2 separate regions of the Pan troglodytes genome follow, and region 2 is linked to region 1. Evidence: chromatin contacts called from public Hi-C data. All regions are on one chromosome and are shown on one strand. The core of a region is the stretch at or near the end of the contact, and the rest is flanking DNA. Distances in the headings are between cores, read along the strand shown. Region 1 has its middle 490 kb from the start of NTRK3. Region 2 holds the start of NTRK3 (neurotrophic receptor tyrosine kinase 3).

The links. A called contact is a pair of places that touch in the nucleus more often than the background predicts.
Region 2: a contact with region 1 is called in a Hi-C map of stem cell-derived neural progenitor cells, with 2.9 times the contacts expected there. The contact joins the promoter of NTRK3 here to the enhancer-like site in region 1. A contact is called at or near these places in 1 of 7 Hi-C or Micro-C datasets (stem cell-derived neural progenitor cells) and 1 of 1 datasets of contacts at active chromatin or transcription factors (stem cell-derived excitatory neurons).

The regions. Positions count from the first base shown.
Region 1 is chr16:79,556,042-79,558,741 of NHGRI_mPanTro3-v2.0_pri, reverse strand. No RefSeq gene overlaps it. Among named protein-coding and RNA genes, the nearest start is that of NTRK3, 490 kb to the left of the region's middle. Within about 2 kb of position 1,396, at least 3 of the 24 cell types and tissues checked have an H3K27ac peak or open chromatin away from gene starts, as enhancers often do. A contact at or near this core is called in stem cell-derived neural progenitor cells, where this site is marked.
Region 2 is chr16:80,048,809-80,051,508 of NHGRI_mPanTro3-v2.0_pri, reverse strand. NTRK3 (neurotrophic receptor tyrosine kinase 3) reads left to right here and starts at 1,293. Exons shown (of 17, transcript NM_001034123.1): 1 at 1,293-1,540. The coding sequence starts at 1,293. It overlaps LOC134808576 (5E5 antigen-like), which reads left to right. Exons shown (of 4, transcript XM_063795453.1): 1 at 1-101; 2 at 307-458; 3 at 562-774; 4 at 942-1,144. The coding sequence ends at 1,144. All of the region lies in intron 1 of LOC107968414 (a long non-coding RNA gene), which reads right to left.

The sequences.
Region 1 (2,700 bases), core at 147-2,646:
GGGGAGGGAAGTACAAGGGAGAAAGGAAACCAGCTGAGTGACTTTTTAGAGTTCGTTAGACCAAGAAGAATAAAAATGAGGGCTGGAGTAGAAGATGGGATAGGAAGGTATATCAGTTTTCTGTAGCTGCATAACAGTTACCCCAAAATTAGTTGCTTTAAGCAACACGTTTAGTATCTCAGTTTCTGTGGGTCAGGAATCTGGGCATAGCTTAGCTGGGTCCTCTGATTTGAGGTTTCTCCCCAGCTGTAGTTAAGGTGATGACCAGGGCTCCTGTTATCTGGAAGTTCAACTGGGTCAGGATCCTTTTGCAAAGACTCTCAGGGGTTGTTGGCAGGACTCAGTTTCTTACTGGCTGTTAGCTGGAGGTCACTCTGTCCTTTACCAGGTAGCTCTCTCTATCAGAACAAACAGAGCCAGAAAGAGAATGTGAGTAAGATGGAAGTCTCAGAATTTTGTAACCTGATAACAGAAGTGGCATCCCACTGTGTTTGCCGTGGTCTATTGCTTGGAAATCTCCAGGTCCAGCCCATGCTCAGGACGTTACACAAGGGGACTGCACTAGGGTGCAGACACCAGAGGGGAGACCACTGGGAGCTATATCAGAAGTCACCTACTACAGGAGCGTCTGGAAGAAGTGGAGAAACCTGAGCTGACATGAACAAGACTGAGGATTATGGGGATAAAGAAGGAGTAGACAGTGCTTCCAGAGCTTTAGTTTGGGCAAGGATGATTGCTGATGCCATTATTTGAAATGAGCATGGCAAAGTGAGGAGACAGGGGAAGTGAGTTAAGCCTTGAGACATTAAATGTCAAACTGAGCATGAATCATTCTGGGCCCCTGGCTACTCAGAAGCCCAGTAGAAAGGAACTCTTGACTTCCGACTGGGCACCCACAGTCATACTGCTCTATTCTCTTACTCCTCTCTGTGCCTTAGAGTTTGCATTGACTAAAGGAATTCAGAGTGAGGTTGCCAGCAAGCAGAGGTGATTAAAGTGGGTTTAACATTCCAGTCATTTCCATGGAAATTACTAGGCTCTGACTCTTGTGCCAGGTCCCTGCGTCTGCTGCTAGAGCTGAGGAGTCAAAGAGGCCAACAAAGCCCAAACTTGCATGATGCTTTAAGGAGACCATGAAAAAGACACAGGGCTGTACACAGTCAAGCCTGCCCAGCTCAGCTCTTTTTGAGAAACATGGCAAGTGGCTTATTTAACATTATTTTTTTCCATGTGTGTAAACTTCCTAAAAGGTTGACCTAAATGAGTTCTTAGCAAGATCTGATAGCCCAGGACAATGAAATAATCCGTTTTAATAGGATTACAGGCTGCGCTAAGGGAGACTGGCAGCTTTTAGGCTCTGCATTGTAATATGTGCTTAAAGAAAGCACGGGAGAGAGGAGACAGAAGACAGGTTTCCTGTGTTGTTTTGCACTCCCTTAACTGCTGATATCTCTAGCTCACAGTATCTTTGGCTGCTCAAACTGAGGACATCTGGGATCCTCTTCCGGCATTGTCTCCAGCTAGTTCTGAGTCTTTCCGCCTCTCCAGACTTTCGTGAAAGGATACAGTGAACTGAACAATCCCTCAAGGATAGTAGAGTAAAGGCCTGGTTTCTTCAGGTCATCCTTCCCCCAAGGTCTCCTCCTATCTCCATTATTTCAGGTCCTTGATTGCATGAGTCAGTGGGGAAGAGACTACAGACTTGACCCAGGGAGTCTCCAAGAGAGATTCTGCGTGCTGGAGCCCGGGCTGTTCCTGGGTCTTGTGACACCGGTCATGATGTTCACGATACAGAGTCTCTGTAGTACTCACTGTGGAAAGTGCTGCCATGTGGGAAAGGGGTTGTATAAAGTATTTTCCTAGTGCAAAGCAGCCCTGTGAGTAGCAGGCCCTCCCTCCTTTACTTATGTTTGGAGAGGGAATGCTGGCTGACATGCAGGAGGACCTGATCTGAATTTTAAATGGAATTCCTTCTCTAACGACGACACGTTCTGTGAATGGCAAGGCCAATCAAGAAGAAAAAAATTAAATTCCATCCTCACAAGGGCAGGTGAGACCCGTGTCAGATCAGTAGCAAACTGTTAATTAAGAATATATTCTGCAAAAGAACCCATGCTCAGTGCACCAGAATGCCTTAAGTCAGCGCTTTAAAGGCAATAAAGCTAATTCGAAAATGTATTCATTGAGTCATAATGAGTGAATGAAAACAATATTTTGTCAAAGTTTCATTCAATTAAAGAAGCACGAAGAGGCTATCTTATTAATCACCAGTTTGAATGTTCTGAATATCAACTTGGTTTAAAAAAAACCTAATTTTTTAGCCTCAATCAAGCTCCTTGCGTGTCTAGCAGAAGCCAATCTGCTTATTTGAAGACATGATTTTTTTTCTGCGTATGGACCATATATATATATACTTCTTATTCATTATTACCTGGTCCACACTTTGGATTTCTCTTGCCTTGTCTTGAGAGTGGACCACACTCTGCTTTGCCCACCATGGCCCAAGATCAAAGGTGGATATTTCTTAAGATAAATGAGTGAGGTTATAAATGGAATCTGAAGCCAGGGAATAGCAGAGTAGGAGGAGCAAAGTCAGTCAATTCATCAACCGTCTTTATTAAGCACTTGTTTTGTGCACAGCACCATGGGGATATAGGATATAGAAGGTGCATGAACCAGAGTGCCTGCCTCCAGTTGGCT
Region 2 (2,700 bases), core at 44-2,543, 490 kb before region 1:
AGTGTCATTCAGACCAAGGACTGCGCGTCTGCGGTCCCGGTCCCCGGCTCTGGGTGCTTCTCTGGGGTGTCTGTGCGCTCCGGCACCCCCCGTCGCCGTCCGTGAGCCTGCGCCCCCCACCCACCCAGGCTTGGGAGCGCCCCCCACCCAAGGCTTGGGAGCACTCCCCAATCACCTCCGCCACGTTCATTTCACTTCCTACCGCGGTCCGGATTGCAGCAAAACCGGGTAGCGCGAGGGCCAAAAAGTGGAAAGGAGAGCGCCTTTCCGTGTCGTGCAGCCAGCTCGCCAACTCTCCCTCCCCAGCCCCGACCCTCGCAATCTCAACTGCAACTTTTTCCCTTCGGTCTCGGTTTCCCCCGGGCTGCGGCTAGCGGGCGCCGCGCTGCGAGGCGTGGAGCGGGCGGGCTGCCGCGAGGCTGCGGGTGGCGGTGCCGGCTACAGCCGCGAGCCGGCGAGTGGGTGGGTGGGTGGGTGGGGAGGAGGGAGAGGACGGGCGGGGAGAGAGACGGGTGTGGGGAGGGGAGGGAGGGGGAGATTCCGCTCTCCTGCCGCTCCCAGCCCGGGCGGGGGGCGGGGGGAGGAGGCCGCGACGAGGGAGGGGAGGAGGGAGGGAGGAAGGGAGGGAGGGAGCCGAGGAAGACGCTCCGATAACCCGTGCGTTTCGTAAGGCTCGGAGCACTTGTACATTTCTGCAGCCGCGCGGCGAGCCATTCGCGGCGGCTGCTGCAGCTCCTACTGCATCTTCCTTCTCTTCCTTTCATCGGGCTCCGGGTGTGTGTATGTGTGAGAGTGTGTGAGTGTGTGTGTTTTGCAGGTGTGTGGTGTGTCCGTTTTAATTCTGCCCAGTAGGTGGGACTTGGTGACTTTAGCACCATTTTTTCCTTTTCCTTTTTTTTTTTTTTTTTTGCCTCCCCACCGTCTGTTGCAACCCTGCAAAGTCTCGGAGTCGGAGAGCGCGCCTCGCTTCCAGAGCCCCCGGACCCGGCGAGTCAGCGATCGCCGAGCCGGCCACCATGCCCGGCAGACCGCGCCACTAGGCGCTCCTCGCGGCTCCCACCCGGCGGCGGCGGCGGCGGCGGCGGCGGCGGCGGCGGCGGCGGCGGCCGCGATGGTTTCAGACGCTGAAGGATTTTGCATCTGATCACTCGGCGTTTCAAAGGCAGAGGCCCCCCCTCCCCCTTCTCCCCTCCCTCGCCGTCTTTGTTTCCTTCCCCCCCTGCTCTCCCCACTCCCCCCACCCCACCCCCCTCTCCTCTCCTCCTCCTCTTTTTTAGAAGCAGCGATCGGAGATGGATGTCTCTCTTTGCCCAGCCAAGTGTAGTTTCTGGCGGATTTTCTTGCTGGGAAGCGTCTGGCTGGACTATGTGGGCTCCGTGCTGGCTTGCCCTGCAAATTGTGTCTGCAGCAAGACTGAGATCAATTGCCGGCGGCCGGACGATGGGAACCTCTTCCCCCTCCTGGAAGGGCAGGATTCAGGGAACAGCAATGGGAACGCCAGCATCAACATCACGGACATCTCAAGGAATATCACTTCCATGTAAGTCAGGCGGCCGCTCCCCAGCCTGCCTCCCCCGCGCTCCGCGTCTCCCTCCTGCCCGCCCGCGGCCGGGAGCCGGCCCTCCGCCCGCCCCAGCTCGCCGCTGCCCGCCGCCCGCTGGGCGCGCGTCAGGCTCGCTCTGGCTCGGGAGATGCTCTCCGGCTGCGCATTCCAGGTGACTCCGGCCCTGGCGAGGCGCGATCCGGCGATGCGTGTGTGTGCCTCTCCCCGGAGAGGACCCTGGCCGCCGAGGGCACGCGGGGCCCAGCTACCGCCCGCCCCCCAACCAGTTGCTGGCTCGTTTCGATGGTGCAAATTGTTTTTTTTGCTCCCCACTAAATAGCAACAGTTTGGCCACGCTCAAGTGGAATAAAGTAGACGAGGTTCGATTCTTTGGCAGAGGCGGCAGCAGCGGTGGCAGCGGCGACAGCGCTTAGCCGGCAGGGAAGGTGACAGATAGGGACTGCTCGCGATCCAGCCGAGGTGTTTAACTATTTCCATTTGGAAACAGTAAAACATGCTGACAAGTAAACAAGTTGCGAGCTGGCTGCTCGCGGGGAGACTTTGGACGTGTGGAGGCCGTCATGGACGCCTACCTCTTCCCTTCCCCTCCTGCAGCCCGCCCTCTCCAGCCCCATTTTGGGCATTTCCGAGACACCCCCTTTGCCACCCTCATCTGCATCTGGGCGCCTACAGATCCCTTCCCAGTTTGGGCTTTGATAACTGCTCGGAATAATTCCGAGTCAGGATGGAGCAGGGAGAGGAGAGGGCGTGTGTTTTGAGGAGAGGGGTTTCTTGTGTGATCGTGCGGATCGGTTCATTTGGAACATTCAACTCTGGCTGGCTTTTGCTTGGTTCTGCCCCCTCCGAGGGAGACCAGTGCTGGCCTGCTCTTTTCTCCTTGCTATTTTTCTTTGGTGGGGATGGCAGCAGACGCAAAGGAGAGGACAGATCGAGGGCTGGGGACCGGAGAGTCTGCTCCTCTTTTCTTTCGTTGACCTCGGCCAGGTGACCCCTTCCTAACCTACCACCCTGGAGAAGGGTGTGGACCGTACTGGAATTGCTCAGAGGATAATTCTCACCTCTTTTCCCCCAAGGCTTCCAGCCCTTGGGGACCCTCAGCAACGGGTAGGCAGCTGAGAAGGGTTTGTGCTGAGGTC